5 separate regions of the Mus musculus genome follow, and all the other regions are linked to region 4. The links are chromatin contacts, called in public HiChIP or PLAC-seq and promoter capture Hi-C maps. All regions are on one chromosome and are shown on one strand. The core of a region is the stretch at or near the end of the contact, and the rest is flanking DNA. Distances in the headings are between cores, read along the strand shown. Region 1 holds the start of Ctc1 (CTS telomere maintenance complex component 1). Region 2 holds the start of Slc25a35 (solute carrier family 25, member 35). Region 3 holds the start of Mink1 (misshapen-like kinase 1 (zebrafish)). Region 4 holds the start of Cd68 (CD68 antigen). Region 5 holds the start of Aurkb (aurora kinase B).

Region 1 (4,679 bases), core at 790-3,289, 650 kb after region 4:
CAGATAATACTTCATTGACATAATCAAAGGCTAGAAGTACATTGTTTTCATTCAGGTTTGCTTGGTTTTGGTTGTTAGTCCTCTCATGCCCTGCCCATTACTTGACAACCTTTCTCAAAGTAGTGACACCACCTCAAAGTGAAATCAAATTTGGGGGGAGGCAGATGTCACTTTTTTTTTTTTTTTGAAACAGGGTGGTTTCTCTGTGTAGCCCTGGCTGTCCTGGAACTCACTGTGTAGACCAGGCTGGCCTTGAACTCAGAAATCCGCTGCCTCTGCCTCCCGAGTGCTGGGATTAAAGGCGTGCGCCACCATGCCCTACTTACACAGTATATTTTGAGGGAAGACTCAGTTACATAGGGAAGACTTTGGCTTTTGCCGTTGGTTGTTCGAGGGGAAAAGGGAAACTAAGGACATTTACCGAATCAAATGAAACAGGTCTGTATTTTGGATAACCCCAAGATTCATTTTGTATAATGTAAGCCTAACACTATACCCTCAAATACTTGAATTGCCTACGTTTGCTGTGGTGGTTGTTGTTTTTAAAACAGGGTTTCACCATGGAGTCTTGCTACCCTGTAACTTGCTATATACACCAGGCCTGCCTGCCTGTGCCTCCCAACTGCTGGGATTAAAGGCTTGGACCACCACACCCGACTGCATCGTCTACCTTGAACGAACGACCTTTAAAAGAGGACTGTTGCTCAAGGATCTCTCCTTTAGCTGAGAGTTCTCTCTCCTGAGAGCTGGTCTCATCACTCTGCCCAGCACTGCAGCACAAATGTCCTCTTTAAAACCACTCCAGCACTAAAGCCATGTTCACTGATCAGCCAGCTAGCTTGAATCCTTGGCTACTCCTTAACTGGCTCCCTGTCATTTACAATATCCACCCCTTTAAATTCTAATGTCTTACTCCTTTGGGTTTGTTTGTTCTTCAAGACAGGGTTTCTCATCATAGCGCTGGCTGTCATGGAACTCACTATGTAGACTGGCCTCGAACTCACAAGAGATCTGTCTGCCTCTCAGTGCTGGGATTAAAGGTGTAAACCACCATGCTTGGCCTTCTCTTTACCTCTGGTACCCCAACACTAACACTGCTGTAGTGGAAGAAGATACCATAGACTCTGTTTTCAACCATGGTCTTTCAGCTCAACCGTCCACAGTACACTTCAGTAAAGTAAGACCCAAATCTCAAACAACCACTCCTTTGTCCAAAAAGGGCCACCAAGTGCGAGACATGTAGAGGCTAGCCCAGTGAATTACATAGCAAGCACCAGGTGATGTTAACGTGACGCTGTCATAAAAAGACCACTAACAACTACCAAGAAGTTGTTGCTTAGCAAGTCAAGACAGTTCACTATTCCTTCTGACCCCTCCACCTCCACCCAATGGCATTTAGCTTTTCAAACGATATTTGCTTTAACTCTTGCTTAGCAAAATGGCTTCTGCTGCCTAGTACCGTTTTCTGATGCTTTCCCGCTTAGCTAACCGGGGTACCCATCCAAGGACTGGGGCGTTTCTCCTTTCCCAAACCAGCTAAATCAGAGGGCCCCTGTAACCACAACAACCAGCAAGGCTAATCTCCCACAGAGCGTAAACCTTCGACAGTGGGCGGAGACGTATTCCAGGCTAGGTCGACCCTGGAACAAAGGGCCGGAAAAGCCTCCGCTCCCCAGGCCAAGACCATGGGCAATGGATGGAAGGAGTATAGGAAGAAAAGAAATTCAGGACAAGAAGGGAAAACAAAACAAAAAACCCACGAGAATCACACAAACAGCACTCACGGAGGTAGGTGGTTGTGCTCGGCAAGCAGCCATGATGAGCCAAACCCCTACCCTGAAGAACGCGCGAACTCCGGGCGCAAGTGCTCACGGGAGGGAACCTGTGACGTCAGGGAGCAGCACTGCCTCTTCCCTCTGCATCCACCAGGGTACTGGGGCGTCAGGGACCTTTTGCGGTGAACTTGCCGTAAGGAGCCTACTGGCCTTAAATTTGCAGCGACCCTTCCGCTTCTGACTCCTAAAGGCGGGAATTACAGATGTGCGTCACCAGATCTGGCCTGTTTTCCTTCTATAGTGACGGCGCGTCCGGATCCTAGTGTTTCACGTGGGGTGGGGCGGGCGGGAGACCGCTCGAGCGCACAGTCACTTGGCTCATAACACCTAAAATTTTCAGTCTCCCTGATCTTGTCAAGCAGAGATGTGCAATTTAAAAGTAGCCACAGACTAGATGGGATATCGCATGTGCCTTTAATCCCAGCAATCCGGGTGCAGAGGCAGGGGGATCTCTGCGAGTTTTGAGTTTCAGCCTAACCTGCTCTTCATAGTGAATTTCAGGCCAGCCAGAACTACGAAGTGAGGACAAAAAAGGGAGCCACGGGACACCATTAGCATATGTGATATGTGCAGTGGACTTAAGCCACTGCTGCATTTAGCAAGTCTTTTTAAATTTGTTTTTTACTCTAATGTCTAGAACTAATTTTTGCTAAAGAATTTGGTGGCCATATGTGACTCAATTCATGAAAGCCTTTGCTTTTCCTAATTCAGTCAGTCAGGCAATCAAGAGCTCAGTACTGGCGGAGGAAACAGAATTCATCTATGTGGCAGGCACATAGGATCGGGGTATATTCATTGAAGAAAACAAAACAAAAACCCTCTTGTTCTGAGGCAAGGAGATTGACGGGAAAACAGGCAAAATATATGGAGAAGAAAGAAAGAAAGAAAGAAAGAAAGAAAGAAAGGAAGGAAGGAAGGAAGGAAGGAAGGAAGGAAGGAAGGAAGAAAGAAAGGAAGGAAGAAAGGAAGAAGAAAGGAAGAAAAAGCAAAGCGAGGAGATTGTCTGGCATTCCAGTTCCAGGAGACCTGGCGCTACCTTTGTTGTTGTTGTTGTTGTTTTGTTTTGTTTTGTTTTGTTTTTTTGTCTTTCGAGACAGGGTCTCTCTATTGCCCTGGCTGTCCTGGAACTCACTTTGTAGACCAGGCTGGCCTCGAACTCAGAAATCCACCTGCCTCTGCCTCCCGAGTATTGGGATTAAAGGTGGCCCGGCTCTGGCGCTACCTTTTGAGTAACTGCACACGTGGTACACATACATTCATGCAAGCAAAACACTCAAACACATAAAAAGCAAGATAGAAAAGGAACCATGTGGCAGTGCAGTAATCCCAGCATTCAGGAGGCAGGAGAATCTTCCTGAGTTTAAAGCAGCCAGGGTTACATTAAAAAAAAAAAAAAAAAAAACAACCAACAAAGTAGCCAGTCAGTAGTGGCGCATGTCTTTAACCCCAGCAGAGGCAGAGGCAGAGGCAGGTGGATTTCTGAGTTCCAGGCCAGCCTGGTCTACAGAGTGAGTCCCAGGACATCCAGGGCTATACAGAGAAACCCTGTTTGGAAACAAACAAACAAAAGAAAAACAACAAAGTATTACACCTGCAAATTACTGTATCCCTTCATTCAGCTTCACTTTTGATGCAAACAACTCCTTCTGTCATGAAATATGCACTGTGGTGATGAAAGAGAAGTTGGGGCAAAAGCCCCACCCTAGTAGCCGTGTCTCAACTAAAGATTTTGTAGCACAAGAGAGTCTCTGTTTAAGGGGTTTTATTAGTTTCTTTTAAGACATTCTTCAAGCAGGCCTGTTGATCCTGACATTCAAATTTACTGAAGGGAGGAAAGACTCAACTTCATAAGGAAGGAAAAAAGAAAATGATAAATAAACACCCAGTGTCTACTTAAAAGCAAAATGGAGCTACCTAGTCAATGACTAGCATTGCCTTCAGTAACAGGCTTTTTAGAGGTTTTGTTTGTTTGTTTTTGTTTTGTTTTGTTGTTTTATGTTTCTGTTGTGTTTGTTGTTTTGAGACAGGTGGTGTATCCTATAGCACCATATTGGATCTTGAATTTGCTCTTTGGCCAAGGGGGACCCCTGATCTTCCTGTCTCCTCTGGGGAGATTATAGGCTTGTATCAGCAGGACAGGTTCATAAGCTCTTGATAAAAGAAAAGTTTGGCCGAGCGTGGTGGCACGAGCGTGGTGGCACTCACCTTTAATCCCAGCACTGCAGAGGCAGAGGCAGGCGGATTTCTGAGTTCAAGGCCAGCCTGATCTACAGAGTGAGTTCTAGGGCTACACAGAGAAATCCTGTCTCGAAAAATCAGGAAAAAAAAAAAAAACCGTTTGGAGCCAGTGTGGTGGTTTGTTGTAGTTTCAGCCACCTAGAAAGATTATGTCAAGGACAGCTTGAACGATACAGTGAAAATTTGATGTTACAACTCCACAATTAGCACTTGAGAAATGAAGATAGGAATATCAGGGATTCAAGGTCAGCCTGGGTTACAAGCTATCCTGTACACACAAAAACGTGGAACTTAAAACTATATCCCCTATTATATCAGAGATGCGTATTTTTTTCTCTTTTCTTCAAAGCATGAATCCCCCACACCCAATATTAAAGCCTCTTTTACAACTTCAGCCTCCTTTATTTATTTTTTTTAATATTTTTATTACATATTTTCCTCAATTACATTTCCAATGCTATCCCAAAAGTCCCCCATACCCTCCCCCCCACTTCCTTACCCACCCATTCCCATTTTTTTTGGCCCTGGCGTTCCCCTGTACTGGGGCATATACAGTTTGCGTGTCCAATGGGCCTCTTTTTCCAGTGATGGCCGACTAGGCCATCT
Region 2 (4,843 bases), core at 377-2,876, 700 kb after region 4:
GAGGGGAGAGAGAGAGAGGAGAGAGAGAGAGAGGAGAGGAGAGGAGAGGAGAGGAGAGGAGAGGAGAGGAGAGGAGAGGAGAGGAGAGGAGAGGAGAGGAGAAGAGAAGAGAAGAGAAGAGAAGAGAAGAGAAGAGAAGAGAAGAGAAGAGAAGAGAAGAGAGGAATATTGTCAGATGCCCACCATCTGCCGGGATCTATATGAACCCTTCATATGTACATCTCATGTGTCTCCTTCAGTCCTCTCAGCAACTTCACAAGAGTCTATAATTATTCCTGTCTTATCAACATGGCAACAATGAGTGCTAGGAAGTGTGATTCAAAGTTCAGTTGAATGCATACCGCTAGGATGCATACCTGTTAACTGAAGCACTGAGAAGACTCAGGGTGGACTGTAGTTAGAAGCCAGGCTGGGCTACAAGAGCAAGTGTTGATACTACAATATAGGGAGACCCTGCCTCAACAAACAAATGACACCCCAACTCAAAGGAGTTCTCCTTACGCTAAGTCTGTAATCTTCATCAACACATTGCAGAGTCTGTTGGGTGTCTGTGTATAAGGCAGATCAGAAGGCCTTGAAGCTTGCCAGCATTTTCCTGTGCCATTTTCTGCTTATGGGGCACAGCACCCTGTCACCAATGCCTTTGTAAAGGGCAGGCTCCCACCCTCTGCCAAAAGTCTTTTCTGAAAGCCCCAGACCAGACAGACCCCTCTTCTTACCATGTAGATTGGGCTTCCCAGATATGCTCCCATGACCCCAGCAAGGGCCCCAGCTGCGGCGCTGCGGACAGGACTGTGGGTGCCTTCATTAGTGTGCAGGTAACCCCGAGACTCTGCCAGCCCGTAGGTGCCCAGTCGGATGCCATTCATCAAGAACTGGTACAAGAGCGCAGGGCCCAGGCCCTTCTGCAGGGCAGCTAGGCCATCCACCTTGCCAATGGTGAAGAAGGCGTGGAAGACGTTTCGGTAGTGGCGCTGGTAGGTGCCTGGGGCCTGCAGTTCTCCCTGCAATTGCATTCTGGTCTTCACAACCTCCAAGGGATTGGTGAACACACAGGCTCCACAGGCTGCTACACCACTCATTAAGAAGTCCATGGTAAAGGTAGAAACAGCTTCAGAAAGCAGGGATGGATATGAACAACACCTGGCTCTTTGAAGCCCAGGCTGCAACAGGTAGAAATTTAAGAGAGCTAAATTGTCTGGGTCAAATGTCAAGAAGTCAAGTGAGGTTAGAGGGAGTTTGGGGATCAGAAGGTAGCAAAAGGAAAGAAAGAGGAGTGTAGTAGGGTATGGCAACAAGGCCCTGTTGACAAGGGAACTGAGATCAGGGAGGAGCAGAAGTTAGAAGCTGGCAGGTGGGAATGCCTAGGATGGGGGTACCAGAGCGTATCTTAGGAAAACGGAGTTACGAAATGGTAGCTGGAGAAGCAGGAAAAAGAAAAGCAACAACAGAAAAAGAATCAGAGGGAAAAGCCGAAGGTGGCTCGACAACAGCGAGAGGAGGGTTGTGAAAGAAGTTAGGATTCCGGCTAAGAATAAGCGTGGCAAAGTAGCTGCGGGAGCTAGAGCACCTTTACCCGAGGTAGTCTGCAGAGGCCGGGCGGCCACTCTCGGGTCCTTGGAACGCAGCGCCAATGGGGACTCTCCAAGAGCTGCAGCCGAGCGCCTCAGCCAATCAGCGAAGAGCCGGCTCAGCAGCCAATGGGAGGCGCTGCCATCGGCCGGGCCCTCGGCCTCAACTAAAACGGGTTGGGTTAACTCTCCTCGCCCCGGCTCCCAGGCCTGGCATTGGGAGGGTGCCGGAGGCGGGGAGATGTTTTTGGTTTTTGTTTTTGTTAATCACTGTCCAGGAACTGGGGTGGGCCGGGATGCAGAGGCTGAGCGCGGAGGGTTGGGCAGCGACTCCTGTGGGTGGCGGGCTCTCTGCGATCGTCCTCAATCCCAGGTCATCTCTGTTTGGGGTTTGCCTGACCGCAGACACGCCCAGCGCTGTTCGGATGCCAGGATAGTCCGGAAACTGCAGTCCCGCCCGCCGGGGCGATGGTACACACCTGCTGGACAGCACCCATCCCCTAAGGCCGAGTAAACTGTAGGGTCTAGTACCAGGGTGTGGCCAGCTGCGGGCGCCCAGGGAGGGAGGCCTGAAGGCCAGCCAGGGGAAAAAAAAAAAAAAAAACAAAACCTTGATCTTATTAAGCTCTTGATCGTCACAATGACCTAGAGGAGGCCGGGCAGGTCAAGACAAGGATTTCCATCTCCTCCTCAGCGAGGCTTAGGTTACAGAAACAGACTTGTTTCTTGTCCTTGCTTCATTCGTATGAATAATTATGAAAGAGCCCGGGGGGGGGGGAGGCTGGAAAAGAGCTTAAAGAGAAAGCTTGGAGAAAGAAGGTAGGAGTTTAGGTGGCGTCATTTGGGCGGCAGGAAGAAGCAGAGGGCTCACCTGAGTCAACTACCCTGCTTAGCGCTGAATTCCGGTTTATATTTTCCTTCCTACTATATAGATGACCGTGGGCAAGTTTCTTATCTTCTCAGGAACCCCTTGTAAAATGAGATAATATCTGTGGGACATACTCCAAAGGAGAGGTTGCCCTTGTGTTACACGCTCAGTAATTTACTGGGAAGTCTGGAGTTGACAGAACTCTTCCCACTTCCCCGAGGTCCCCGCAGCTTTCTTTGGTGACGTTCAGGTCAGGTTGAGCATCTTCTGATGGCTTTTCAAGTTGTCCCTATTCAGCCTCATTCTACTTTGTTCCTCAAACATACCTATTTTTAGGAATACCTCAAAAACATTCCTATTGTTCTTAGCTAGTGGTTAATTTCCCTACTTCACGATACTGGAAACTCTAGAAGCTTGGGGGTGGGAGAGAGGCAGATCTGAGTCTTAGGTTGTTTGCCAGACAACTTTGCTGTGTGTAGCCTTTAGGAGCCTCAAACTCAAAATCCTCCTGCCTCAGCATGTGGAGTGCTGAAGATTTCCAGCCTGCTGCCCTACTGGGTGACACCACACTTGGCTTCACACCCTGAGCTTAAAGCCTAGGGTTCTCAAAAGTATGGTGGCTATAGCAGCAGTAGTGCCTGAGAACTTAGAAATACATCCAGTCTCACTGGAAACTCCCTGAACCAGAAGAACTCTGCAGGTGGACCCCCACATTCTTTCACTAAGTCCCCCTGGGTGCTTAACATTCAGCATTACTGGGTGACACTTTCTGTCTTTAATACCAGATGCCCAAGAGATTGACAGATTTTAAGGTTTTTTTTGTTTGTTTATTTGTTTGTTTTGGTTTTTTTTTAAGTAATTTTTATTCTTTCTCAAGGCAGAGTTTCTCTGTGTAGCCCTGGCTGTCTTGGAACTCACTCTGTAGACCAGGCTCACCTCAAACTCACAGAAATCTGCCTGCCTCTGTCTCCCAAGTGCTGGGATTAAAGGCAGCAAATAAGAGCAAGTGGCTGATCTTTCACAGGACCCAGTTTTGTTGCTTTGTTTTGAGACAGGGTTCCTCTGTGTAGCCCTGGCTGTACTGGAACTCACCCTGAAGACTAGGCTGGCCTCGAACTCAGAGATTCACCTGCTTCTGCATCCTGAGTGCTGATATTAAAGGCATGAGTTATTCTACCCCCCCACACACACTCCCACCCCTTCAGAGAATCTAATTTCATTTTCAGCAACCACAAAGCAACTGACAAATTACTAGTGATATTTGGTGCCCCCTTCTGGCCTCTACAGATACTGCATGCACATGTATACATACATAGACAGGAATAAATATTTTAAAAATCTTTTTTAAAAAACAAAATACCCGTCTCAAAAAACCTAAATAAATAAATAAATAAATAGAGTAAAATAAAAATAAAACAAAAAATGGGGGACAGCTATTTATCCCCTCCGTGAAAACAGAACACATACATGGAAGTCTTTTGTAGTGGATGTTTGTTCCCACTAATACATAATTTACACATTAATTTATATTACTGATATCCCTATGGACTCATGGATATTTGTTTTATATTTTGAGTTACAGTCCATCATATTTTATTTTATTGCTCAATTCGTGATACATTTGTCTTTTAGAGCTTGCGTGTATGTATATATATGTATGTCCATCTCACTTATTATTTATTTTTATTGTTATTTTGCGATAGAGTCTCATATAGCCCAGACTGGACTAGAACTTAAAAGTCTTTTGCCAGGCTGAGGAGATGGCTCAGCAGTTAAGAGCACTGACTGCTCCTCTGAAGTTCAAATCCCAGGAACCACATGGTGGTGGCTCACAACCATCCGTAATGAGAACTGACGCCCCCTTCTACATTGTCTGAAGACAGCTACAGTGTACTCACATATAATAAATAAATCTTTAAAAAAATTCTTTTGCCATCTGAGTACTGGGATTGCAAGCATAGACTACCATACCTGGCTTAGATAACCATCTTTGATTTAGAAATATGTTCTTAATTTTCATTTTTTATTATTGTTTTACTCTCAAGGCAGAGTCTCTTATAGCTCTGGTTTCCTGGAACTTGTTATGTAGACCAGACTGGTCTTGAACTCACAGAGATCCATGTGTCTTGCCTTGTGATTGCTGGGATTAAAGGCCAGCCTAGTGTTACCATGTACAACTAAATTCTTAACTTTTGTGGTTAGACCATTTTTGTTTGTTTGCTCTTGAGACAGTATAACTATACAGTCAAGGCTACTCTTGAGCTGGAGAGCCTCCTGTTTCAGCTTCCACAGTATCACAGTTGTCTGATAATTAATTTCTTTTTATCAGTTAAATAACATCCCATCTGTTGAAGTCCAGCAATGTGTTTATTATCTATTCATATGTGGAAAGATATCTTGGTTG
Region 3 (4,168 bases), core at 1,119-3,618, 900 kb before region 4:
GCTTGCACACTTGGTTAATTCTCCCAATGGTTCCATTCCTAACTAGAAAACGGGAACAGAAGAACAAGGTGTGACTGGGCCAGCTGCCTGACAGAGCCACAAGCAGTTCTCACAGATGTGTCGGACCGGACTGGCAATTGAGAGAGAAGCCAGCAAGGAGAGAGCAGCCTTTCCAGCCCCATTCAAGAAAGTACAGCTCTTCCACAGGTCCTGGAGTACCAGAGTGAGAGACATGAGCTGTTTTCTTCAGAGGCAGAAGGCAGGACAGACAGAAGTACAAGGAAAAGGTCACCCAGTTCTCTAGAAGGGAAGGAGAGGAACCCCCGGAGGAGTAAGCATGGAAAGAGGCTAACATACTTCACGGAGGGAAATACCATGTCCAAGGGCAAATAGTAATTTTCTGGAAATCCCAAGTTGGGGGCCCAGGATAAAGTTACCAGAGAAACCAAGAGAAAAGAGCAGTAGAGGACCAGAGGTAAAAATCAAAGGTCACTGCCTGCACCTACCCACTGGGTGACAGTGTTTCTTTATGGTCACCACAGCCAGACAACCTGCGGCCAGAGTTAATCAACAACTTCAGTTTGCAATTGCATTCCAAATGCAAGCACATTAAAACTTTACTCAAAACCTGGATTTCCATCTTACATCCCAAAGGACTCGAGTATCCCAGTTTAAACACTGACTAAGCTGATCTAAAGCCTCCCCTGTCAAAGCAAGCGCAGGCACACACAGAGGGAGAGAGAAGGAGAGAGGGGGACAGAAGAAGAGAGGGAGGGAGAGAGAGAGAGAGAGAAGAGAGGAAAGAGGGAGATCCAGTACTCAGTCTTGTTCTCCAGAAAGTTATCTCCAGTAAGTCAGGTCTCATAACCCAACGTTGCACCAAACAAATTATGACCTGAATGGCAAGGGAGGGAAAAAAAAAAAAAAAAAAAAAAAAACTGTGTCACCTAGAGAAACCCAATTAACAACATGACTCTGCTCTCTTCAATTCTCTCTCCCCTCCAGTCATATCCGGGGCACTTGTGAGGTGGCTGCCTTTTCCCTGGGTAATTTACAAGCCAGAAGCCAATGTGTACAGAGACCTTCTGAGAAGGTAAGCATGAGGTGGGGAATCCTGCTCTAGCTACACCTACGCCGCCGGTTGGGAAAGCTCACCGGGCATGGAATCAAAACACCACCTGGGAGACAGTCTGGAATGGTTCACCTTGAAATTTCTATGTTGCCCTTAAGACAAAGCTGCCCGCTAGAGAACACTTACAAATGCTGAACTGAAAATTCCGGGAGGAGAGAGAGTAAGTGCCCCACGTGGAACAATAAATGGGTTATTTGAAAGCATTCCTGACACAGTTGTTTCCTCTTAACCGCTTCCCTAATGAACCCCTCCCTCCAACTCTCCTTTGCCTCCACTCCCACTAGTTCCCTCCCTACTGACCTCAGGCAGCGTGTTGTGTGTGCGTGTGTGTTTGTGTGTGTGTGTGTGTGTGCTTGTACATGTATGTAAACATCGTCTTCCGGCCCGAGTTTCCGAGGAAATCCAGGCTTCCCTTCCTCCCACTGTGCACTTGTCTGTCCTCCCAGCCCCACGCGGCTGCAGAGTTAGTAATGTAATATTCAGGGACCCCGAGACCGGAAATGCCTGGGTCTGAAAAGCTGCACTTGAAACACGAGAAAAGGGATAGGGAAAGTGAACGTGGGATGGAGACGTAGGAGGTGTGTGGGGTGGAGCGAGGAGGTGAAATCCGCCCAACTTGCAATTTAGGGGTAGGCGAGGAAGAAAACGAGGGATGAGGGGGAGGCTGAGGCAGTTGCAAAGTCAAAATTCCAGGAGCCAGAAGAGGAGGTGGAGGAAGCAGACATGAGGGCCGAGAGAGGGGGGACACAAGAAAGGCTCTGCAGGTGATGCAGGGCTGTGTTTAGGGACACCAGAGGTGACCCTCAAACGCCTATAAAGGAGGGGACTCGGATCCCAGCAGCAAGGTAGGGGTGGCACGCAAGTGTGGGGGAGGGCAGCACAGGGTGGGGACCAAACTGGCTCCCAGAATCTCCAGAGGGCGAACCCCCGGGCGGCGAGAGCTCGGGGTAAGGGCAGGGGTCGCGGGCGCGAGGCTGGGGTGGTGCTCACCCGCAGGGCAGACAGGTCGATGTCGTCCAGGCTGCGGGCGGGGGCTGGGTCGCCCATGGCCGCCGCGGGGCCACTCACGCTCCGGCTCGCTCACTCCGCTGCCGCCGTCGCCGCTTCTCCCCCATCGGGGGACTCGAGGGGCGGGCTCCACCGCGCCTGCCCCGAAGGCCGGGGAGGGGGAGGGCCAGCGGGAGGACCGACCCAGCGGCTGACAGGCGCTCTCACCCGCGCGCCTGCAACCCGAGTCGCCGGCTGCCCTGCGCACGCGCAGAGCCGACCGTGACGCGAACGCGCCGGGCGCCCCCTCCTGCGGGGCGCCGACACCTGCGCGCAGGCGCAGGAGAGCGGGCGGAGGGCGAGCGCGGACCCAGTCTCGCTAGAGCCTGGAGTGGAAGGAGCGCGACCACCCGCTGGTGCGCGTGCGCATACACCTTCCCTTCCTTTTCCCCCTTTTATTATTGTTGCCTCCTCTCCTCTAGTTCCTTCGTTGATCTTTATTTGACTCCTTTTCTTCCCTTTCCCTCTTTCGTGTGCCCAGCTGCCAATCAAACCACCTACCTCTCGATTTGCGGGGGAAGGGAGGCGGGACCCAACCCCCTCTATTACTAGGGGGGTTGTTATGGTAACTCCCCACGCGAGGGCTGCTGGCCTCTAGATAGGACGTGCTGTCCACCCACCCAATTGCCATGGTAACAGTGGAGCCGCTGAAGGAGGGGCCACTCCGTGAGAACTTGGCTGGAGAAACCACGTGGGAGGGAAGGACGGGGCTACTGTCTGCCCTTTACTCCCTTTCTAGGCTGGAGTGGGGATGTTGGGAGCAGATAGGCACTCCTACTGCACACGTCTGTATCTGCTTCTCTTAGCACAGTGTTCTGCAGGAAAGAACTATCCCTGGAGTTGCTAGTGGTAAAGCAGAAGAAACTGTATCCAATCCCTTCAAATGTTTTTCCAGCTCCTCAGATCTACTCCTGTTGGCACAGCACCTCCAGCCGGTTAGTCTCACTAGAGGATGGGTGAGGCTTTGTAACTATAGACAGACATGTTCTGCCACTGACTAATGTGTTGTCTGACCCTGAGCAAGCAAATTTGCCTCTGGGCTTTTCTTTCTCTATGAAGTTGAGGGGAGAAGGTTCTGAGTTTTCAAGAGCTCTTCCAACACTAACACTCCCTCTGAAAATGAATATAAACATTGCTTAGGTGAGCTTGAATTCTCTGGAGGCTTCTTGGCACATTTGGGTGCACATTCAAACTTGCTCCGGGTACTCTCCTGACTCATTTACCTTGCCCCTGATATGCAAGCCACAATCCCCATTTGGCCTTCCCACATGGCCTCTCTGCCTGGCACCTTCGATTAAATTCTTCATTATCCAGAAGTGATTTTTTTTTCTAAAACTTAAATCTGGCATCATTGTCCTGTTTAAAACGGTTTTCTGAACCCCACCATTCAGGAAGCTGAGGCAGGAGGATTACATTTTCTATTAGCCTGGACTATAAAATGACAGGGGGAAAAAAAAAAAAAACAAAATGAGAAAAAAAAAAAAAAAAAAAAAAAACACCGTTTGATGACTCCCACTGCCTTGTGGGTAGTGATATCAAAGACTTTCAAGATTCTGCTGTTTCTTTGACCTTATGTATATATATTTTTCTTTTCTGGTCTTATGTTCTAATAAACCATACTTAAACTTGCTCCAGATGTAATGAAATATATTCTACTTGAAGCCCCCAGAACACCTCTTACCTGTCTTTGCACTTACTTCTCTTTGCCCTGGAGTATTCTCCAACTTCCAGCTGTGCTGACTACTTTTATGTCAACTTGACACAAGCTAGAGCAATTTGAGAAAAGGGAACCTCACCTGAGAAAACACCCTCACCGGGTTGGCCTGTGGGTAAGCCAGTGAAGCCTTCTCTTAACTGGTCATTGATGTGGGAGGTCCCAGCCCACTGTGGGTGGTGTCACTCCTGGGCATGTGGTCCTGGATTGTGTAAGGAAGCAGGTAGAGCAAGCCAGTGAGCCTCTGCGCCATCTTCTGTGGCCTCTGCTTCAGT
Region 4 (4,801 bases), core at 150-2,649:
GTGACCGAAGAAGACAAGAGGACTCTTCGAGACATTGAGACTTTCTACAACACCTCCATTGAAGAGATGCCCCTCAACGTTGCTGACCTCATTTGAGGGGCTGTCCTGCGACCTGGCCCTAGCCCAGGGTTCAGTCCTGGGGTGGGGCTAAGGAAGAGCTGGAGGGGGGAGGGGAGGGAGCCAAGGGATGGACATCTTGTTTTTGTTTTGGCTTTTTTTTTTTTTGTTTCAGTTTTTTTTCTCTATGAATAAATGTCACTTTTTGAGGCAAAAAGAAGGAACCGTGAACATTTTAGACACCCTTTTCTTTGGGGTAGGCTCTGCCCCAGGCGCCGTCTCCTTCCCCCCCCAAACACTAATGCATTTCCCTAACCTAGTCACCTCGTTCCTAAAGGCTTTCCTACCCCAGCCAAATCTCCAAAAGTGAGTCAAGGGGCTAAAAAACAAGGCTGGCCTCATTTGCTGGACCAAATCTACAGGGAGAACCCCTGAGTGAGGTTGTCCAGGGAATTGTCCCCTGGTGAGGGGAGCAGGGGAGAGAAAATGGTAGCCATTTTTACATTGTTTTGTATAGTATTTATTGATTCAGGAAACAAACACAAAATTCTGAATAAAATTACTTGGAAACTGCCTGTTTGGGCTTCTTGTTTCTTTCCCTTCCCTCCTACCTGCTAGTGTGGATCACCTGCCCCCATACTAGTTGATTACTGAATTTGCCATGTTGCTTCCTGCAATACCAAATGACCCACATTACTAACATTTGGTAATTTGCCTCAGTGTTAGGCACAAGACATGAGTGAAACTTGCTGCATTAAGACTTAAACTGGCTGGGTATGGTGGCGCAAGCCTTTAATCCCAGCATTCTGCCGGAGGCAGAAGCAGGTGGATTTCTGAGTTCGAGGCTAGCCTGGTCTACAAAAGTGAGTTCCAGGACAGCCAAGGCTACACAAAATACCTGTCTTGAAAAACCAAAAAAAAAAAATTCAACTGGTTGGTTAGGCCTAGCCCAGATGATGTAGGTGTCAACTCACCTTGGGGATGTAGGGAGATGGTTGTTCTGTAGCTCTTCCTGTCCTGCAACTAAATAAATAGGCTAAGCTGACCTCTTACATCTGCCTTCGGCCTCCTGTGCTAGGATTGGAGTGCATGGGTGGGGTTGCATTTCTTACCAATGAGGAAAGGGCTTCCCATTTCTCTGCTGCATTGTAAGCTCCCAAGTAGAGCAAGTTTTGCTTAGGTAAGTTCCGTGTGAGTCAGCTGCCTCATTCTCACGAGGTAACCAAGGCTTTGTACCGCCCACTGAGAACGTCACTGCCAATCACAGCCTAATTGTGAAAACCAATGGCTTGAGTGGGTTGCTAAAGCTGAGGTGTCTGAGTCAGGTTTGGGGTGGGATTATTTTAGTTAAGGGAAGTGAGGCTTTTCATTTCCTCTTCCAAGAGAAGGCAAAGGGGATTGGATTGAGGAAGGAACTGGTGTAGCCTAGCTGGTCTGAGCATCTCTGCCATGCGGCTCCCTGTGTGTCTGATCTTGCTAGGACCGCTTATAGGTAAGGAGAAATGGGAGGTGGGGGAGGGAGGGCTCATGGGCAGGAGCCTGCACCTGGGTGGCCAACCAATCTCTTACTGAAAGCCCAAGGAACAGAGGAAGACTGTCCTCACAAAAAGGCCGTTACTCTCCTGCCATCCTTCACGATGACACCTACAGCCACAGAAAGCACAGCCAGCCCTACGACCAGCCACAGGCCCACCACCACCAGTCACGGAAATGTCACAGTTCACACCAGCTCCGGACCCACAACTGTCACTCATAACCCTGCCACCACCACCAGTCATGGGAATGCCACAATTTCTCATGCCACAGTTTCTCCCACCACAAATGGCACTGCTACTAGTCCAAGATCCTCCACTGTTGGCCCTCACCCTGGACCACCTCCACCCTCGCCTAGTCCAAGGTCCAAGGGGGCTCTTGGGAACTACACGTGGGCCAACGGCTCCCAGCCTTGTGTTCAGCTCCAAGCCCAAATTCAAATCCGAATCCTATACCCAATTCAGGGTGGAAGAAAGGTAAAGCTAAAGTGGGGCTTAAAGAGGGCAAGAGGCAAGTCCTGGGCTCGTTCAGCAGGGAAGAGGAAGAGAAGAGGAGGGGATAAACTGGATGGAGCATTCTTGTGATTTCAGACCCACCATTGCACTTCTACAGGCTTGGGGCATATCTGTTTTGAATCCCAACAAAACCAAGGTCCAGGGAGGTTGTGACGGTACCCATCCCCACCTGTCTCTCTCATTTCCTTATGGACAGCTTACCTTTGGATTCAAACAGGTATACAGCTTGAGTTTGTCTCTATCCTCTATTCTTCCATATCCCATACCTGTACCCCCGGAGCCTCTGTTCTTGCTCTGTGGACATGGATGCCTCTGTCCCTGATGCCTTGAGTCTTTCTGTTCACCTTAAGGACCTACATCAGAGCCCGAGTACAGTCTACCTGGACTACATGGCGGTGGAATACAATGTGTCCTTCCCACAGGCAGCACGTGAGTAATCTCTTCTCCTTACCACACTAAAAGTCTAGGCTGGGCGTGCTGGGCTGGTGGGGAGGACTCAGGAGTCAGGACTGGATTTGACTCTTAATTACTAATTACTGCAGAGTGGACATTCATGGCGCAGAATTCATCTCTTCGAGAGCTCCAAGCTCCCTTGGGCCAAAGCTTCTGCTGTGGAAATGCAAGCATAGTTCTTTCTCCAGCTGTTCACCTTGACCTGCTCTCTCTAAGGCTACAGGCTGCTCAGCTGCCTGACAAGGGACACTTCGGGCCATGTAAGCCCTACCTACTTCTTCTTTCCTAGAGCTCTCCCATTGCTCTGGAAACCTTCCCCAGAACTCTTTTTCTAGACCTCCGCCTCCTCTACAAGACTGCCTTATTTCCCCTTTGCTGACTGCTCTCACCTATGGGTTGGCTCCTCAGCCTTTCTTCATCCCCTTTCCTCTTCCGTCCTCCCCCACCTCCCACCTTTAGCCCGTCCACCACTGCAGCAATTCTCAGGGATCCCATTATTCTGCCAGGTTTCTCTTGCAACCGTGACCAGTCCCTCTTGCTGCCTCTCATCATTGGCCTGGTCCTCCTCGGCCTCCTCACCCTGGTGCTCATCGCCTTCTGCATCACCCGCAGACGACAATCAACCTACCAGCCCCTCTGAGCATCTGCCCCAGTCCACTGTGTAAGCCACCAAGGAGCGCCTCATCTCTTCACCATGCCACTGACTCAACAGTTACCTTCCTTCTCTGTCTTTAGGAACACAATGAAGAGATTTTATAATAGGGGTGGGGAATCAATAAACATGAATGGTACCTACTACTCCTTTCTTTCCTCATTAAGAGTACAAACACTTAATGAAATCTTTTCTCTTGGCTTGCCTTGTCCTGCCGGGGCTAAAAGCCACGAGTTTCTTGTCATATGCCTTCCTGTGCCTTCCCGTGGCTGAGTCACCAAGAGACAGCTGGCAAGAAGGGACAAAAGTACCAGAGAGTGACCAAATGCCTTCATTGGTTCATCCCTCAATGTCCTGTGACTGCTGGTGAAGCTGCCAAAATTCCCTCCTCCCTCTGGGGCCAATGGCTGCCTAGTCCCTTACAGAATGAATCATTCCGACCTGACACCCTGTTGCTGACCCTCGGGGCGCAGCTAGGTACAACACAACTAAAATATGAGTAGGTGGCTGTATTAATTTATTTCAAAAGTGGTGACTGAACAATGAGATTCCATGTGCACTGTGGCCGGGGCTAGTTCACTGAGGAGCCCACTGGTGCAGCCGACTTCTATGAGGCTGTGCTACGAGGAACAACTTCAGGCCTCGCAAACACATCCCCGAGTACCAGAAGGAGAGGGAGCGGTGGCAATTGCAATCTGCCCTTGTCCAGATATAAAAAGGGATTTTTCAGACAGCCACCCACTGTACCAAAGTATAAATTCTACTGTTTATAGTAGGACATGGTTCAACGGATGGGAGCCAAGGATGGGTGCCTTTCCAATTTAACAGTCCCATGAGGTTACAGAAATTCTTGGACCAGAGCCCCCACACAGCAGAGGTACATGTGACATTATGCCCTGACCAGCAACTACATTCCCCTCACCCCCAAAAACAAGGAACTGAGAAACAGTTTAGGAATGCCCTACAGCCTGAACCAAGAGTAGGTGTCCTGGCAGTGTGGTGGAATGTAGATGGCTCTCTTCGCCTAACCCTAGGGGCCCTTTCCCAGACAAATACTGGAATTTTGCTCGCACCCTCTGGGTTCCCACCTAGACACAGCAGACTGAGGTCCCCTGTTGTGTCAGGGGTTGCTCTCCTGCAGCGGAGCTCGCCCCTTACGGATGGCTGTGAGCCACCATGTGGTTGCTGGGATTTGAACTCAGTACCTTTGGAAGAGCAATCGGCGCTCTTAACCGCTGAGCCATCTCACCAGCCCCACCGTCATCCTCTTAACATCTGGACAGAGGACGAAGCAGGGGACCAGAAAGAAGGCCCAGCTCGGAATGGCTCTTTTGCGGCTCTATTCCCTCTGGAGAAACCAAGAGGAAAGATAAAGAGAGCTGCAGTGCTTCTGCTAGCGCCATTTTGAAGACTCGAACTCTTTTCCCTTTCAACTTCAAACACTATCAAGTTGGCCGAGATTAGACAAGATGGCGTACATGCAGGGGGGACAGGGCGAGGGGGCAGCATGGACCTTGCTTTCAGAACAAGAGCGTAAACAAAAGTGAGGAAGTCCTAACAGCGCAGGCGCCAAACGCGGACACGCTTTAAA
Region 5 (4,783 bases), core at 2,273-4,772, 620 kb after region 4:
TCACTCTGTAGACCAGGCTGGCCTCGATCGAACTCAGAAATCCACCTGCCTCTGCCTCCCAAGTGCTGGGATTAAAGGCGTGTGCCCCCACCACTGCCCGGCTAGGGCATGAATTCTTGAGTCGCCTATTTCTGTAAAGTAATCACTATGTCTATACTGCAAGGAGAAAAAAACAAAACAAAACAAAACCCAAATGTTCCTGAGGAACAAGACACTGAAGACTTTTATAAAGAACGTCACAGCCTCACATCAGGAACAGCCCCCCAAGTCCCTCCATACCTCAGGGATGGGGCATGCACCGACCAGCCAAAGTCTGCAATCTTCAGTTCTCCCTGCAGACCTAACAGCAGGTTCTCCGGCTTTATGTCTCTGTGAATTACCTTCTTCTTGTGGCAGTAGGTCAGGGCATCTGACAGTTCCTCCATGATCTGTGAGGGTCCACACAAGAGGCAATTAGGCCCTCTGTTTCCAGCAATGGCCCAGGCACTAGATCCCACACCAGGTAGGCCCTGACCGTGGCAGTCCGCTGCTCATCGAAGGTCCGACTCTTCTGCAGTTCCTTGTAGAGTTCCCCGCGAGGGGCGTATTCCAGGATTAAGTAGATCCTCTGCTGGTCGTAGAAGTAGTTGTAGAGTTGAAGGATGTTGGGATGTCTGGGGGATGCAAGGAGAAAAGAAGCTTCAGGCTGCATCTAGGAGCTGGGTGGGGCAGGTGGTCTAGGCGGAGTAAGACAGAGACAGTCGAGTGAGGTGATCCCGTTAGCAGAGGGACCAGGGTCAGGGTGACAGCATACTTCAGGTGCGCCTGGATTTCGATCTCTCGGCGAAGCTGGTGCTCTACCCCCTCCTTCTCAATCTGAGACTTGAAGAGGATCTTGAGTGCCACGATGAAACGGCTCTTCTTCTCCCGAGCCAAGTACACGTTTCCAAATTTGCCTTTGCCCAAAGGACGCCCAATCTCAAAGTTGTCAATAGTGAAAGGCTGCCTGATTAGAAGAGCGGGAATATGGGGAAGAGTTAGCTGGCTGGCTCAGAGTCTCCAGGTGGCTGATCTCTCACTATCCGTGCTCCCCTTATCCTCCCCCATTTCTCCCCCATCACTGTTTAAGTTTCCCTACTTGTTCTGGGATCCTTGCGAGGCAGTGGAGCCCTGACTCTTGTTCTCAGCCAACTTCTGGCCAGGGGCAGCTAAGGAGAGAGAATTATGTTGAGTCCATCCTTTGACATTCCCAGCTTCCCCCCCCACCTCCCTCTTCCCATCATCCAAGGTACCTGTGGACTGGCTGTTGAACCGGTTCACGAGAGCAAGCGCAGATGTCGTGGCGGGCTCCTTCCGTAGGACTCTCTGGGACAACGTGTTCAGGCCAGACTGAGACTGAGGAGCAAAGGGTGACTCTGAGGGCGTCCTTGTCCCGGTAACCTGGCCAGAATATGCTACAAGGCGCATTTCAGCTGCTTGCTAAAGGACCCATCCACTCACAGTTCACAGAACAATACTGATACAGCACGGTCTGCCTGCCTAGCCAAGAATCTACTCATTGCTCCACGTGAAAGGGGTTATTAAGAAACAACTGGCAGCCAGCAGCAGTGGCACACACTTGGGAGGCAGAGGCAGGGAGACCTCTGAGTTCTAGGCCAGACTGAGTTCCAGGATGGCCAGCGCTACTCAGTGAAACTGTCTTGAGAAAAACAAAAGTAACTTGCAAAAATAAAATGAATAAAAAGAATGAAACAACTTGAGAGCGTCCAGCACACATCCACAACCCCAGCACTAAGGAGGTGGAGGCTCCTGGTTAGGAGAAAGGCAGCCTGCAGCCTGAGCTAAAGAAGACCTTGTTTTGTTTTGTTTTTTGTTTTTTGAGACAGGGTTTCTCTGTGGAGCCCTGGCTGTCCTGGAACTCACTCTGTAGACCAGGCTGGCCTTGAACTCAGAGATCCACCTGCCTCTGCCTCCCAAGTGCTGGGATTAAATTAGTGCACCACCACCGCCGCCGCCCAGCTAGAAGACCTTGTTTTAACATCACCCTCCACAAAAATAATTAAAAAGCAAAGTAAATGAACGAATGACAAAACAACCCAAGGCAAGAGGCTACTACACCAATTCCCCTGACCCCAGCCCACCGCAGGCACATCACTGCCCAGTCTGGATAGTTCTAAACACATCACCCAGGCTTATGTAAGAGCCTGAGCTTGTGAAGTTGAAACAAAACTTCATCTCTTTCTAGGAACAGAACATAGGGATACTGATGGCTTTAGGGGTGTTGCAGGATATTTGACCACACTGTGACCCTCGGGGATGACAAATTAGGCCAGGAGAATAAAAGATATGTTTACACTTGGGTCACTTCACTTTCAAAGTTCTCTGAGTAATAGATATTTTCCTGTGATAGTAAATCAGGGTAAAAGTAACAGGACTGCACGCTTGTCAGTTTGACTCAGGGCTCCACAGAGGAGGAAGCTGGGACAAGGAAAGAGATAGACTGTCCAGGATGCTCAGGTCCCACCAACAGGGAACAGACTATATACAGTGAAGGGCTCTTCATCTGGGGGTGGCCACAGGATCCCATCATGTAGCCAAGTGCGTTACGGGTGTGCTGTATTACAGGTGTGCACCACCGTGCTTACTATCTCCAGTGTGGCGCACACGCACGCACATACACACAGCATTTCAAATCTACTTGGATTCTTACTTCCCACCGCTCAGTACGATACATTCCAAAGCTGGAGTGTAGTATGGATGGTACATCAAAACTTGGAAGCTCTGGGGTTTCATACCCAGGGCCGTACATAAATATTTAGATCATTCGGAACCTTTTAAACCGTAACCTTCTATTCTATAATCTATTTCCTGTGTAGTTAATTTTTTCAGACTCGAGAGTGAGATTCACGACCCGAAAGCACGATGATGTTTGCTCAGTCCCAACTATTATTGTACGTGACGAGCAGGCTCAGCTCTACGGAAGCCCTCAGATTCAGGTTGGCAACATCTGCTACGGTAAGACTGCAAGTGATCAGACTGAGTTTTGCAAGCAAATTCTTGAGGCCCACACGTCGGAAACGCTTAGAGTCCGGCCATTTGCAAGGCCAGCCTCTATCTTCATGGACTCTTCTTCCGGGGGACGTGGGGCGGGGAATGTGGCCAGGACCTTACCGTCTTTGAGCCGTAGGGCCACGGGTAGGCGTTCTCCTTCTGAGCCATTCTCCAGGGCGAGAGCGGGAGGGGAGCTGGACAGAGAGGGAAACAACAGCGAAGGCAAGAGATGCAGAGGCAGATCCCCGGGGAGTGCAAGCCTGGGCGGGCAGAAGGAAGCGAGTCAGCACGCAGCCAAGGTCGGGGGTACTCCTGCACCTCTCCTTCCAGGCGGATAGCGGGCACGTGGATCCGCCCAACGGAACCCGATCAGCCCCGTGGACCACTGCAGCCCCCGCAGTTCCCCGCAAAGCCGCAGCCTACGCCACTAGGCGCTCGCACACGGAGAACCGGTTTACCCCGCGACCCGGACGCTTTCGAATCTCCCGCTCTAGGTCCATTGGCTGAGCCGCCACTCAGCCCACTCTCATTGGCTACGTTTTTTGTGATGTAGTCATTGAAACAGAACGAAGGTGTGGCCTAAGAGGCTTCTTTTTACTAGTTTGAAACTGTGTCCCAAGATGTGCACGCTCCTTTTTCTAGTTATAAAAAATTAAATATTTAAATTGGGCGGTGGTGGGGCGCACGCCTTTAACCCCAGCACTCGGGAGGCCGAGGCACGTGGATTCGTGACTTCGAGACTAGCCTGGTCTACAAAGCGAGTTCCTGGTCAGCCAGAGTTACACAGAGATACCCTGGGGGGAGGTAGAAAATAATAATTATATATAAATAAAATATATAGAGTAAACATTAATATGACCGAGTTCTTTCCGAAGACCTTGGTTAAATTGTCTGGTTTCCACGAAAATTTAGATGCTACCCTTAATATGATCTTTGAAAATACAGTCTTTTTTCAGTATCTTTGGTGTATTGCCTTTACAATGCCCCATAATATTCAATTCAAGCAGATGCTTAGGTCTATTATATATACAGACATAATATTGTATATGACACAGTATTTGCATAGGGTCTGTAATTCTCTAGGCTTCATTGATTAATTCCTAGATCACCTAACTACCTAATACAATAAAAATACTGTGAGACAGCAGTAAGACCTAAGTTAGGGAATATGATGCCGGGAAAGTCTACTACTCAATACAGATGCAATCTTCTAGATGGGATGGGTAGAGGTGTAGGTTAGACAGACAGACAGACAGACAGACAGATAACAGTTGAATCTGTGGGTGTATAAATCATGAATTTGGAACTGCATTTCTGGGTTCTCTATCCTACCTGTCTGTTTTGTATTTGGTTTTTGTTTATTCAAGACAAGGTCTCTCTGTCCAGCCCAAGTTGGCCTTTAATTCAGCCCAGGCTGGCCTTGAATTTCTAATTATCTCACTGCACCACTGACAAGCCCAGTTCATTTCTTCCGTTTGTATTTTCTTAAGTATCCTGTTTTCCTAGGAAGAGCTTTCAGCCAGTGGCATGGTCTACATTCCTGGGCTAGGTACACTCAAAATCCACTCTCTTGCACATTTTTTGCTTATGTGTCCTTACTATTTTGTTCTTTAAAATCCTGCAAGGTTTCTGACAGTAGGCTTGTAATTTTAGCACTCTGGAGCCTGAGGCAGGAGGATTGCTAGGAGCTCCAGGCTACAGTGTGAGCTGTTTACTCCAAAAATATATATAAATTAAATCCATTTCCAATTCT

What was found. HiChIP or PLAC-seq counts read pairs in DNA pulled down with a chosen protein or histone mark. Capture Hi-C pulls out chosen DNA fragments and counts their contacts.
Region 1: a promoter capture Hi-C map of adipose tissue shows a contact between it and region 4, with 2.1 times the contacts expected there. The contact joins the promoter of Ctc1 here to the promoter of Cd68 in region 4. A contact is called at or near these places in 2 of 39 promoter capture datasets (embryonic stem cells and pre-B cells), 1 of 484 Hi-C or Micro-C datasets (B cells), 3 of 115 datasets of contacts at active chromatin or transcription factors (astrocytes, memory CD8 T cells and pancreatic cancer cells) and 2 of 9 other capture datasets (adipose tissue and liver).
Region 2: a FOXA1 HiChIP or PLAC-seq map of pancreatic cancer cells shows a contact between it and region 4. The contact joins the promoter of Slc25a35 here to the promoter of Cd68 in region 4. A contact is called at or near these places in 1 of 484 Hi-C or Micro-C datasets (rod photoreceptor) and 1 of 115 datasets of contacts at active chromatin or transcription factors (pancreatic cancer cells).
Region 3: a FOXA1 HiChIP or PLAC-seq map of pancreatic cancer cells shows a contact between it and region 4. The contact joins the promoter of Mink1 here to the promoter of Cd68 in region 4. A contact is called at or near these places in 1 of 39 promoter capture datasets (cranial neural crest) and 1 of 115 datasets of contacts at active chromatin or transcription factors (pancreatic cancer cells).
Region 5: an H3K4me3 HiChIP or PLAC-seq map of embryonic limb bud shows a contact between it and region 4, with 5 times the contacts expected there. The contact joins the promoter of Aurkb here to the promoter of Cd68 in region 4. A contact is called at or near these places in 6 of 39 promoter capture datasets (the C10 cell line, cranial neural crest, embryonic stem cells and 2 more), 2 of 484 Hi-C or Micro-C datasets (erythroblasts and large pre-B cells), 14 of 115 datasets of contacts at active chromatin or transcription factors (the 230-238 cell line, astrocytes, effector CD8 T cells and 11 more) and 3 of 9 other capture datasets (adipose tissue, liver and pancreatic islet).

Annotation. Positions count from the first base shown.
Region 1 is chr11:69,013,271-69,017,949 of GRCm38.p6, reverse strand. Ctc1 (CTS telomere maintenance complex component 1) reads right to left here and starts at 2,039. Exons shown (of 23, transcript NM_001013256.2): 1 at 1,785-2,039. The coding sequence starts at 1,817.
Region 2 is chr11:68,964,914-68,969,756 of GRCm38.p6, reverse strand. Slc25a35 (solute carrier family 25, member 35) reads right to left here and starts at 1,626. Exons shown (of 5, transcript NM_028048.2): 1 at 720-1,626. The coding sequence starts at 1,094.
Region 3 is chr11:70,561,081-70,565,248 of GRCm38.p6, reverse strand. Mink1 (misshapen-like kinase 1 (zebrafish)) reads right to left here and starts at 2,368. Exons shown (of 33, transcript NM_001045964.1): 1 at 2,123-2,368. The coding sequence starts at 2,179.
Region 4 is chr11:69,662,768-69,667,568 of GRCm38.p6, reverse strand. Cd68 (CD68 antigen) reads left to right here and starts at 1,399. Exons shown (of 6, transcript NM_001291058.1): 1 at 1,399-1,549; 2 at 1,633-2,066; 3 at 2,203-2,322; 4 at 2,456-2,534; 5 at 2,648-2,818; 6 at 3,065-3,356. The coding sequence starts at 1,507. The coding sequence ends at 3,198. Eif4a1 (eukaryotic translation initiation factor 4A1) reads left to right here. Exons shown (of 11, transcript NM_144958.4): 11 at 1-633. The coding sequence ends at 96. Mir1934 (microRNA 1934) reads right to left here and starts at 4,526; the gene lies at 4,444-4,526.
Region 5 is chr11:69,044,376-69,049,158 of GRCm38.p6, reverse strand. Aurkb (aurora kinase B) reads right to left here and starts at 3,522. Exons shown (of 8, transcript NM_011496.2): 1 at 3,151-3,522; 2 at 1,272-1,374; 3 at 1,118-1,187; 4 at 794-985; 5 at 515-653; 6 at 280-428. The coding sequence starts at 3,198.